Regions from separate parts of the Zea mays genome. Here region 2 is linked to region 1. The links are chromatin contacts, called in public Hi-C maps. All regions are on one chromosome and are shown on one strand. Each heading gives the region's core, a stretch centred on a gene start, on an enhancer-like site or on the middle of the called end of the contact. The rest is flanking DNA. Distances are from core to core; before and after follow the strand shown.

Region 1 (5,539 bases), core at 1,012-3,511:
TCGCGAGGGGCCCGTGGGCCCAATAATCCGCGAGGTCACCCCTTCGTGGGCTTGGGAGGAACATCCAATAAAGCGGATCGACACAAGGCCGGATCAACGCAGGCCCAGACGGCCCGATGAATTTGAGCAGTGATCGCAACAGTGACCCGACCTTCCCGCGCAGGGGCCCCATACATCGGAACCGAGCGAGGATGGTTCGACTGAATTATAGGAAGATAGACTCAGTCAGTTCACTATTACTTAGGCACCCGTTGTTATCATATCCACATGTAATGCCCCACGGTCGAGTATATAAGGCCTAGGGGGGCACCCCTTCAAGACGATCTATCTCATTACTTAGCCATCCACCCGGTTCTCTACGTCCCCAACACTAGAGAGCCCCCTTGTAACCCACCACATAAAGTACTCACGCCAGGACGTAGGGTGTTACGCATCTCAAAGCGGCCTGAATCTGTGCACAACTATCCACTGTTTCTCGTGCATCTGGCACGAACCATCGAGCTACAGTCAGTAATACCGTCCTACTCCAAAAAGCACCTTGAGGGGCAACCCCGGGTGCGCGGTCGGACCCAAAACACCGACAGGGCCCTAGCAAGGTTGTGTGAGGGATTAATCGGGTGGAAAGCCGCCATAGACCCGGGAATTGCTCGCCGTAGTTGGAGAAAACCGTGGGCGCCGCGGGTTGCGTCGGAGCAAGGTGCCACCGCCCCGATTTGAGGTAAAATCACCCCCATCTTCTTCGTCCCACTCTCCGCTGCGCATGGCACCTTTCGGGAGGAGTTTTAGGGCATTAAATCATGGCCACCGTGCCCGGCCGGGGCAATGTCAAATATCTACACTAGAAAGTGGGACCAAGAAAAAAATGTGGTTGAGTGCCTAGATTATCTTAAGAGACAAATCCTTCTTATTGTTTCAGGAAGAGTCGTCTTGACCATGAATGTGCATGTACATCTCATGACCATTAATCTTCCCTAAGATTTGACTATTGGTGGTGGTGGATAGATCGATTTGGTGAAACACCATGACTATATGGCCATACTTCTTGATTGGGAGAACACTCAAGATTTTTCTCACAACATATAATCATTGTGTGGGTTGCGTGAGCCCCAATCCATTAACTTCCTCTATAAGAACATTCAACTATGAGTACATATCATTTGCAGTTTCGCGAGGAAGCATTTTTAAATAATTCAATTTCTTCATGATTAAATGATAATACTCTTCACGCTCACTCTTGGTCCCTTCACAAAGTGGACATATATCGAATTAATGATCATGAACGTCACTATGGTTACATACTCTAGTGAAAACATCCTTGCAAAGGTCTCTAAATAGAGTGTTCTTGGCCTTAGAATTCCATTTCTCAAAATAAATTTCATCAATGATTAGATTAGTGGGATCCTTAGGTGTTTGAATCCCTTGAGTAGAGAATCTAAAAACTCATATATCTATAGCCACAAGGTAAGCTGCGATACAAATTTTCGAACAAGGAAAATCATTACCCTAGACATGAGTAGGGTTGAAAACAGATGGGTAAAATCTCGTTCTGACTCATACTATTTTCTACATTTGACCCGACCGTTTCCATATTTACGAAAAAAATATGGAAACGGGAGATGGTTTATTCTGTTCATTTTTTTTGATCCCGTTTTTGTCCGGAATGAACCCGTATTTATTCCGTATTTGATAAATATGGGATGAGCCTAATATGCATTAGTATATAAACTAAAGTATCATGTCTTTAGTTGACAAATTATAGCACAAGTGGTCATTGTAACTATCGGCTCTTTTCAATGACAAGTGGTCTAAAGTCTTAAACAACATCAGATGTAGCTAAATGTACACTATTAGCAACCAAACAACAATAGAATGATGTCTCTCTATATCTATTTGTTTTATGTTATTGTCCTGCCAATCAATCACTATCAAACATTAATATCATTTCTATTTGTATTAAATTATGAGTTTCCGTTAGTATTTCCATTTCCGTTCATTTTCGCAATTCCGTTTATCCCGCTCTCGTTTCCGTTCCCAACTATTCCGGACCCGATCCCGTTTCCGATGAAAAAATGCGGATACGGAAATGGAAGAGGGGTTTTTCCATTCGTTTTCATCCCTAGATATGAGAAGGTTTTTGGAGATGCTCTAAGCATGAGAAAACTTTTTATGAAAAATACAAATAAAATAAATGGAAATATATCTAGAAAATCCCTAGGTTTAAGTTGAGTTTTATGCATGCTGAGTATGCTTCGCTGTGGTTGGCCAATCCTGACACATTATCTTCTCATCCAAGCCGAGAGCGTGACCAGCTCACCCAGATCAGAATCCAGACCTCGTCAGAGAGCATTCCCTTGTGCATCTCGGCCTCTCCTTCCTCCCTTCCTCGCCCGCCCAGTCCTCTAACCATCTTCTCCAAACGCCCGGAGATGGTCTCGCTGCGATGCACCACCGCGCACCACTCCCTCCTCGGCTCGCCGACCTGCCTCGCGCGCCCGCGGCGGCGGCCGTGCCCCGTCGTGCGCGCTGCCGTCGCCGTGGAGGCCGGCGCTCAGGCCAAGGTCTCACTCATCCGGATTGGGACGCGTGGGAGGTGATCGAATTCGACCCTTTCTGCGGTTTCTTTGTTTGGGATGACGATGAATTCGTGGTTATGCTGGTCAAAATCGTGTCTTTAGGTTCTGTTAATTGTTGAATTTGGGGACGGCAATGCGTTGTGACTTGTGAGTGCCTGATAGATCCTGCGTTTAGCTCTTCGTCCGGGAATGTGAGTTTTGAGATGTGGCTCTGAACCTACTGCGTCTTTATTAGGTGTTGAACATTGTGGATTGTCTGGTAAAGTTCAAAGGAGCATCGAGAATCGTTAGCAGGAAGGATGCGCTTCTTTGCTTTGTAGGATGCAATTCCGAATCAGTAGTAACTGGGCGTTGACCTTGATAGAGCTAAAGAATGGCGGCAAAATTCTACGTTTTAGATCTCACCTCTGCTATTTTTGGGCCAACACCAGAGGCTGGATTGTTCTTGTGCTATTCTCATGCTAGTTAGTGGTTTCATGTTAGCGTTTACAAGGGTGTTGTCTTTATCAGTCTTTGCCTTGACTCGGTTTTAACCAATTTACTACTTTTCTTGGATCTTGTGGAAATTCTACGCCTTTTAGACATTTTCCTTATGTTGAGAAAAAAGTTACTCAAGAATTCGTTTTAAAAAGCAGCAAGAAAAAGTTACTAAAGAAAATTCACAGTTGCTGCCAAAACAAATTGTTCATTCCACTTTCCAAGTTTTCATTTTAAAGTGTTGTTTGTTTCTTTTTTTCATTTGGAATGTGCAAATTTTGTAATTCTTGTCATTGGTTATTTAGGACAGTCCTCTGGCTCTTGCACAAGCCCATGAAACTCGGGAAAAACTGAAAGCCGCACACTCTGAGTTAGCTGAGGAGGGGGCTATTGAGATCGTCATCATAAAGACCACAGGAGACATGATCTTGGACAAACCCCTTGCAGATATTGGAGGCAAGGGTTTATTCACCAAGGAGATAGATGATGCACTCTTGCAGGGAAGGATTGATATAGCTGTGCACTCTATGAAAGATGTTCCAACATATCTACCTGAAGGCACAATATTGCCCTGTAACCTCCCACGAGAAGATGTAAGAGATGCATTCATATGCTTGACTGCAAATTCGCTCGCGGAGCTTCCTGCTGGCAGTGTTGTTGGAAGTGCTTCCTTGCGGAGACAATCTCAGATTCTCTACAGATATCCATCACTGAAAGTAAGTATGATGGTTTTGCTCATCACACTTTCCCTCCTCACCCCCTATACTTGTGATTTTAGTGCTACCAGATTTACTGATGTGTTCATAGGTACTTCCCAGTATTGTGAGTCCGGTGTCCCCCCCCCCCCCCCATTGCATACTCTCTGAAGTCTAGAACATAGATCTTCTTTCTATCAGCTGCAGTTTTTAACTCTATTATAAACTGTTAAAAAAACTCTTACCAATATGTACATTTTTCATTTGTATGATTCTGAAGCTGTTGTTTTCAATGTCATACATGTGAAAAAATGTCCATCCTAGAGGCATTATTGCAATTTTCTTTTTCTTTTGTTATAAAGAGTATTTTGTCCGGTTGACAGTTGTATATTCTTGCCTTAGTCCTGTACTTAAATATTTAGAAGCCTGTATCTGTATTTTTAAAAAAATATTTAGAAGTGTGTTATGATTAGGCATTGACCTTGATTAGTCTCGCTTAAGTAACAGTATTCAATGTTTTGCAGGTAGTTAACTTCAGAGGAAATGTTCAGACACGGTTAAGGAAACTCAAGGAAGGAGATGTGTCTGCTACATTGTTGGCGCTGGCTGGATTAAGGCGGCTAAAAATGGCAGAAAATGCAACAGCTGTACTATCAGTGGAAGAAATGCTTCCGGCAGTTGCCCAAGGTGCTATTGGAATCGCTTGCCGAAGCAACGATGACAAAATGGTAAGGCGTCCAGTGTTGCAGTATGCTGGTAAATGGAGAAAACATGATGCTTGCATGATTCCATGTACAAATCTGACACTAGCTTTGCTGTCTTTTCTTTATCGGACTTTGCATGCCACTTTGATTAACTGATAAGCAAGGGCGGATCTAGAATTAGGAACCATTGATGTCGCTAGCGTAGCTATGATGGACATGCTGTGTCATTGCCCCTTTTGCCCACAGTAATTTTTCATTGAGTTTACACAGGTCATTGCTGTCAGGGGACAGAATTACTAATACTGTGGACCTGCCCCCTGGTGACAGGGTCTGACCATTTTATGGTCCTGAATAATAACCATTCTAGGTATATATATTGCTGTTGAGGCCACACAGATATGTCTCTTTGTCATGCCACTATTTGCATTTTTATTTAACAAATATCTTTTATTTATTGCTTTTTTTATCATGGCCATGTTGCATGCTGTGGCTTTTCCGAAAGCATTTAATCTTTGCAACTATGCCTTACAGTAGGCCTTTATTTTTCTTATTTCAGAGTGTGCATTGTTGTTTTATTCCGCAATGTACATGAATGTACTATGCAGCTACGCAGAGCATGGCAGGCACTTGCTTGCTCATGGCTTTCTTTTTAACACTATATGTATCCGAAAATGATAAGATCTGCCATTCTTTGCCCTCTTTTCTGCAGATGGAGTATCTGTCCTCGTTGAACCACGAGGATACCAGACTAGCTGTCACATGCGAAAGAGAATTCTTGGCAGTTCTTGATGGCAACTGCCGAACTCCAATTGCGGCCTATGCTTACCGTGACAAGGACGGGAACTGCTCATTCCGGGGCCTACTGTCTTCACCAGACGGATCTAAAGGTATCCTCGATTTTCGATCGAGAGGATCTTAAAATGGTCCTGTTCTGTTTGTCATCGAATGACATCGCTTTGTTGCTTGCGTGGTTCTTCTTGCAGTATTTGAGACGGCAAGAAGTGGACCGTACTCTTTCGACGACATGGTCGAGATGGGCAAAGACGCTGGCCACGAGCTGAAGGCGAAGGCTGGGCCTGGCTTCTTCGAT
Region 2 (6,416 bases), core at 2,862-5,361, 560 kb after region 1:
CATATCTCCCTATGCACATCTGCCATATCTGGCATCGACACTAATCACAAGTTCACAACGGCCTTTTGACTTCCTTAAAATCTCCAACGGATGTATCACTCGATCTAGTCCGTCCATCAGACGCCCTGGTCGTGGTCTCCGCTATTCCCTCCAGCTCCAAGGATCTTCTGCCTTTCTTTCTTTGAAAAGCGCCACTCATGTTCCAACACACACTAACCCTTCGCGCGAATTAAGAAAGTTCTCCTTCTTCCGCGTCCTGTGGAAGCTGCCAACAAAGCTTGGTTGACAAGAACACATGTAAAGGATCAACGGTCATATTTATTTGCTGTCAGAAGCGATGGCTTCTTCTATCCTTCTGATCACAACGCTGAGACTGTGCCCGTCTTCCAGCGCCTTGACTGCGGCTCTATGAGCTTTCTTGTGCCACTTCAGGAGGTTGTAAGACTGCATGACGGACCATCGAGCTCGGTTCGCCATCTGATAAGCAGTGAAGAGACACCGATCAATCATATAAGGTGGTCTATTCAGAAATAAGCACGACATGCAAGATAACAGCAAAATAATATGGACCTGTGCAACAGCAGGGGGTGGGTTCAGTAGAATGCACAGACTCCTGAATAAGTTCTCGTCGTTTTCTCCACCTTCTGCCTCCCCGTAAACAAGTGCCTCAGCAGCAATTCCGGCGAACATAATCATGCAGTACCTGCCGTCCGTCTCCAAATTTCGCAGGTCAAATGAGGTCCAAGAACTGCAATCGCCAATATTCAGACCAGATAGCTGTTTATGTACCTGTCAAACGCTGTGCTTGATAGATGGCCCTCAGCTAGTTCTTTTTCCATCTTTTCATCCCAGAATTGAGTCCCTGCCTGCAGAGGTACCAAAGCACACCCATGGGAGTTGTATAACAGCTACAAATCTAATGGTCTAAATGTCTAATTATCTACAAGTGTACAATGCAAAGCCATAAAATCTAATGATCTACAAGTGTAGTACGCTGTGCCAAGTGAAAAAACAGGACATGTGATTTCATTTTTTAAGGATAATATCAAACCTAATAAAAAATATGTAACACATCATTTATCACATTTTTGTTATTGAAGAGAGGGGGAGGATAGGAGAGAGGGAGAGAGACAGTCTCGCAGAACAGAAAAAGATCTTTTGCGAAAATGGATATCGAGACCTAGTCCTCAGAAGGTGTGGTGAGGTTTTGAAGGGACAGAAATTACAAATTAGACAACCAAACAGAACAGATAGATAGCCGTAGTATCAAGATAACAATAGTTGTACCTGGCCCTGGATGCCCATTCGCAATGCCACAAATGGATCCAAAATGACTCCTCGTATCGGGCAGCCCATTAGATAAGCTAGAAATAAGTAGAAAGGAAGTAAGAACATTACTGAAGTAGAATCACAGAAGATTGATAAATTTAAAACTACCTACCGGAGAAGTTAAAGCGAAAGCAACTAATGTAAGAGCAAAAAGGTACAAAAGGTAAAGCCATACCAGTAAGAAGATGGCCTGCTTCGTGTACAAGGATCCGACGTTTATACGGAGGCCAGAAACATGAGATTTGAGCAAGACAAGTACCACCGAGCAACATTGCATCGGCTGCTGCTAATCCCAATACAGCACTCAGTTTAGGCCGTAGATCGACCCCTTGTGTTAGTAGAAAGGATACGCCTCCAAGAAATCCAATGAGAACATACGGTGAACTTCCCGACAGACCCCATTTCTTCGGCGCAAGTTTTTCAGCTGAAGAAATTAACAAATTCAAGAAAAAAATCGTATCTTTATACCATAGTTGGTGATAAACCACAATAGACGAGCTAAAGTTCCTTTTGGAGCAGCTATATCAGCTTGCTCGAGTATGATTTGCAAAAGAATGTTGCAGTAAAGTTTTCCCGTTTTAGATTAATAAATAATAAAAGGAAAGAAGAGGTTCTGCCTTAACTTCCTGCTATGTAATAACTGACAACCCACTCAAATTTTTAGTGTAGAATATCACAGCGCAGTGGAAGAGAGGGGACAGGGACACTGTCTGTATCCTCACCTTCCAAACCGGTCATCTCCTTCAAAACCGTTGGTGTCACTTCTCTTGGCCATTCCAGAACTGTAGGGAAAAAAAAGGAAGACACATATACAGTCAGTCTGAAAAGCAGTCGGAGTGAGACATCAGCTGTATAACACAGTAGACGTTACATGATAAACATCAAAAAATCGTGAGGCGTGATAGCAAATGATTATATCAATCAAATCAGCACATGCCAAATTGTACAGCTCCGTTTGACAAACAACTAGTAAGACGCCAAGTTAATTCGACGCCATGTCCAAATCGTGAAGGCATTCCGCAGCTGCGTTCCCCCAAGCCCCAACTCACCGATGTTCTTGCACTTGCCGAAGCTGGCGAGGACCCCGCGGTCGACGAGGAACTGGTACGCCCGGCCGACGAGGCGCATGTCGTCGGCGTCGACGCAGGCGTCGAGCACCTCCCAGTCCCGCCCCGGCGGCACGGGGACCGCGACCTGCACCGCCGCGGGCTCCACGGACTGCAGGAATTGGAGCGCGCGGGGGAGGTCCTTCCTCCTGACGGCGTCCTCGAACTCCCGCCACTCCTTGACGGCGCCCGCGTCGTCCTCGAACTCGCGCCACTCCTTGACGGAGCCCGCCCGCAGGCGGGGCCAAGAGCGGGGCCGCAGCGCGCACGGCGTGCGGAGGAAGCGGTCGGGGAAGGAGGTGGACGCGGAGGCGGTGGCGAGGGGTAAGTGGGATGGGGCCGTGGGCGTCGCCATTGGTGCGGGTCGCGGAGGTGAGCAAGGGGTGGAGCGGAGCGGACTGGCTCTGGTCGGGGTCGTCGTGGCGTTGTCCACGGCCAGCTACTGCCGGCGAGGGACCTCACGTGGGCCCGACCTTGATGGGTTTGTGGTCGAGTGTTTTGGGCCGGGCTTGTTTCCTGCCCAGCTCGGGCCGAACGTTTTAATCCGAATGTTTGTCGTCGAATGTTTTGCGAAAATTCATCATCGGGTGTTTCAAATGATGGATATAATAAAATGCAGCTGAAACAATTTGCATTGAGCCAGATTTACGGATTCACCTGTCCTCGGCTCCTCCCCCACTCACATTAGCTCTATTTTTGTATATGCATTATGCGGCCATGCATAGAAGTTTCTCGTTATTTTTGTATCTACCGTCGCTGGTGTCAACACATGGTTGTCCAGCAATTGATTTTCTTAGGAGCATAGCATAAAAAGATAAAATAGACGACAACTTTCAATTGATTTTGTTGTTTTGCAGCCATACGCCAGAAAATTAGTGGGCAAGACTGAAATCAATTGATTTTGTTGTTTTGCAACAATACACCAGAAAAAAGGAGGGCAATGCCTGACCACAAGGCCACAATTAGACGTATCAGAAAAATGCCAAAACATTTCATATCTCAGTAGCACAGCCCACATGAACTGCAACTGCATAGAATGAATAATACATGCAGCAAGAGGTGTGCAGCATCGATATAATCGAACTCATATTCGTTACCAAGTGCTCAAAACCAGGGTCTCATAGATCCACCCAAAAAAAGATAGAATATTTCTTAGCGCAGATAGTTGAAACAAGATGCAAAAGGACCTAAGCGGTCAGCAGGACGGCGCCTCCGGCAGCCTTGATCTTCTTCTCGGCGACCTTGGAGATGAGCTTGGCCTTGACGACGATGGGCCTGGACGGCAGCATCCCCTTGCCGAGCACCTTGAAGTAGCCGAACTGCGTCACGTCGACGAGCGGGGCCTGGTCCGCGCCGGCCGCCTCCGCGGCCTTGCCGGCGGGCACCATCGACCAGAGCCGCTCCACGTTGACCGACGGGCAGTGGAACTTGTTGCGGAGCCTGTGGAAGTAGCGCATGCCCACCTTGCCGAAGTAGCCCGGGTGGTACTTATCGAAGAGGATGCGGTGGTGGTGCATGCCGCCGGCGTTGCCGCGGCCTCCCGGGTGCTTCCGGTGCTTGCCGATGCGGCCGTGCCCCGCCGACACGTGCCCGCGCTTCTTCCGGTTCTTCTTCAGGCTCGTCGTCATCGCCGCCGCCGCTGCCGCTGCTCGACGCCGACGGGTGTTGGGACTTGGGAGTGGATGGGAGCGAGTAAACCCTAGGATAGGGGTACTATAAGGCCTGGCGAGCGCGAGGCGTGATCGCCGTCGGATGGGCAGGGGGGTCCTGGGACTGTTGGAGTTAATGGGCCGTCGACGTTGCTTCCTGCTGGGGTTTTGCTTTGGGCTGCTATTGGGTTAATTTCGGGCTGAGCCTGGATTTATGGTATTTCATTTGTCTTCCTCCTGAGGCGCGTCATCGGGCCGGTTCATGCTGTTTCGAGATGGGCAGCTAGCGGAAGCCAAATTTGATACCTTGGTCTAATCCGTCTTTCGAACCAGAAAAGCCACACAAACACAAAACAAAAACAAAAAAGAGCAGGAATGTGGTACATGTCGTGGCATTACTGCTGGAGTACTGGTCAACAGATTTCGAATTTGCGGCATGAAATTTGCCACATATTTTGAACAAAAAAACAATGAATACGGGCTACGGCAGCTAGTTGGTTTGTAGCCAAGAGAAAATATACGGGCGTCGTTCGACCAAACAGCTACATGATTTAAACACGCGGTCAAATAAAAAAGAAATTTTAAATATATAGCATAACGTAGAGACAAAAAGTGTTTAATAAGTCGTGTGAGTCTTGTGTTTTTTATCGCTATCTGATCCATTTTGGCATGTTTATTTCGAATTATAATCTGTCCAAATTATATAATTCAACTTAAATATTTATTTCGAATTGTAATCTGTCCAAAATATATAATTCAACTTATTTTGAATTAGTACTTAATTCAAAATAAGTTATATTATATAATCTGAACATATTATAATTTTAAACAAAGACCTCTCTTTCGCCTCTGTATACTAATATAAAACATTGTTGTGCTTTATGTTGGGAGAAGATCTTGGTCCACCAACTCTTTCCGTCGCATCGTGCTTCATATTTTAGTATTCTTGGACCCACATGTTGGGTCCTGGCTTTCTTGTATGTGCTCCCTTTAGCCTATAAAGGAGAGGGCACATACATTACAAGGGACCACGTCCACGTGGACTAGACCCTAGGAGCTCTCTCAAGCTCTCTTGAGGACAAGCTCACTTAAACTCCTTCAGAGACATCTCTACCTAGACTTAGGCTTTCTTAAACTCTCAACAATACAATTTGCATTGGAGTAGGATATTACGCTCCGATGGTGTAGGATTTAGGACACTGGCTAGACAGGATGAATAGACGGTTTTGACTAAAATCAACGAGACTAGAGAAATTTAATCAATATGACAAGAGATATAAATTCTCTAGTTAATACGAGCAAGCAACTAATGGGAAACTAAAAGGGAAATAGGGTCAAACATTTTCCTAGATGATTTTGGTGGTTGAATTGTCCAACACAAATAATTGGACTAACTAGTTTGCTCTAGATTATAAGTTCTACAGGTGCCAAAGGTTCAACACAAACCAATAAAAAGTCCAAGAAAAGGTTCGAATAAAAAGGAGCAAAAGACAACCGAATGCTGCTCTGGTCTGGCGCACCGGACTGTTCGGTGTGCCACCGGACAGTGTCTGGTGCACCAGGGAGATCAACTTCAGACTTGCCACCATCGGGTTTTCTGGAATTGCCGCTCCGCTATAATTCATCGGACTGTCCGGTGTAGCACCAGACTGTCTGGTGTGCCATGCGGAGCAATGTCTAACTGCGCCAACGGTCGTCTGCAAAAGGTGAACAGTGAGCTACAGTGCGTGGACAGTTCGCGCAGAAGTCAGAGCAGCGCTAGAAGGCGCACCGGACAATGAACAGTGACCGTCCGGTACACCACCTGACTGTCCGTGGCCCCACATGTCAGAGCTCCAACGGTCGAACCCTAACGGTTGGGTGACGTGGCTGGCGCACCGGACTGTCAGGTGCGCCCGTCGACAGACAACCCTCCCAACGACCACTTTGGTGGTTGGGGCTATAAATACCCCCAACCACCACACTTCAAGGCATCCAAGTTTTCAGCAAACAACATTCAATACAAGAGCTAGTGCATTCAATACAAGACACAATTAGAGTGAATCAAAATCTCTCCAAGTCCCAATTCCACTCAAAGCAATAGTGACTAGAAGAGAGAGTTTTGTCGTGTTCTTTTGAGCTCTTGCGCTTGGATCGCTTGTCTTCTTCCTCATTTCTTGTTCCTAAGATCTTTGTAATCAAAGCAAGAGACACCAATTGTGTGGTGGTCCTTGTGGGGACTAAGTGTCCCAAATGATTGAGAAGAGCAGCTCACTCGGTCTAAGTGACCGTTTGAGAGAGGGAAAGGGTTGAAAGGGACCTGGTCTTTGTGACCACCTCAACGGGGAGTAAG

What was found. Hi-C and Micro-C count contacts between places; a contact is called where the count stands out from the background.
Region 2: a Hi-C map of ear shows a contact between it and region 1, with 4 times the contacts expected there. The contact joins the promoter of LOC100274530 here to the promoter of LOC100191140 in region 1. A contact is called at or near these places in 2 of 25 Hi-C or Micro-C datasets (ear and tassel).

What each region holds. Positions count from the first base shown.
Region 1 is chr5:86,242,671-86,248,209 of Zm-B73-REFERENCE-NAM-5.0, forward strand. It overlaps LOC100191140 (camouflage 1), which reads left to right and starts at 2,262. Exons shown (of 5, transcript NM_001136576.2): 1 at 2,262-2,590; 2 at 3,361-3,766; 3 at 4,270-4,473; 4 at 5,159-5,336; 5 at 5,433-5,539. The coding sequence starts at 2,427.
Region 2 is chr5:86,798,356-86,804,771 of Zm-B73-REFERENCE-NAM-5.0, forward strand. It overlaps LOC100274530 (60S ribosomal protein L27a-like), which reads right to left and starts at 4,112. Exons shown (of 1, transcript NM_001148887.1): 1 at 3,410-4,112. The coding sequence starts at 4,063. The coding sequence ends at 3,623. LOC100191193 reads right to left here and starts at 2,816. Exons shown (of 7, transcript NM_001136628.1): 1 at 2,379-2,816; 2 at 2,052-2,111; 3 at 1,505-1,753; 4 at 1,288-1,364; 5 at 790-866; 6 at 571-703; 7 at 1-477. The coding sequence starts at 2,790. The coding sequence ends at 319.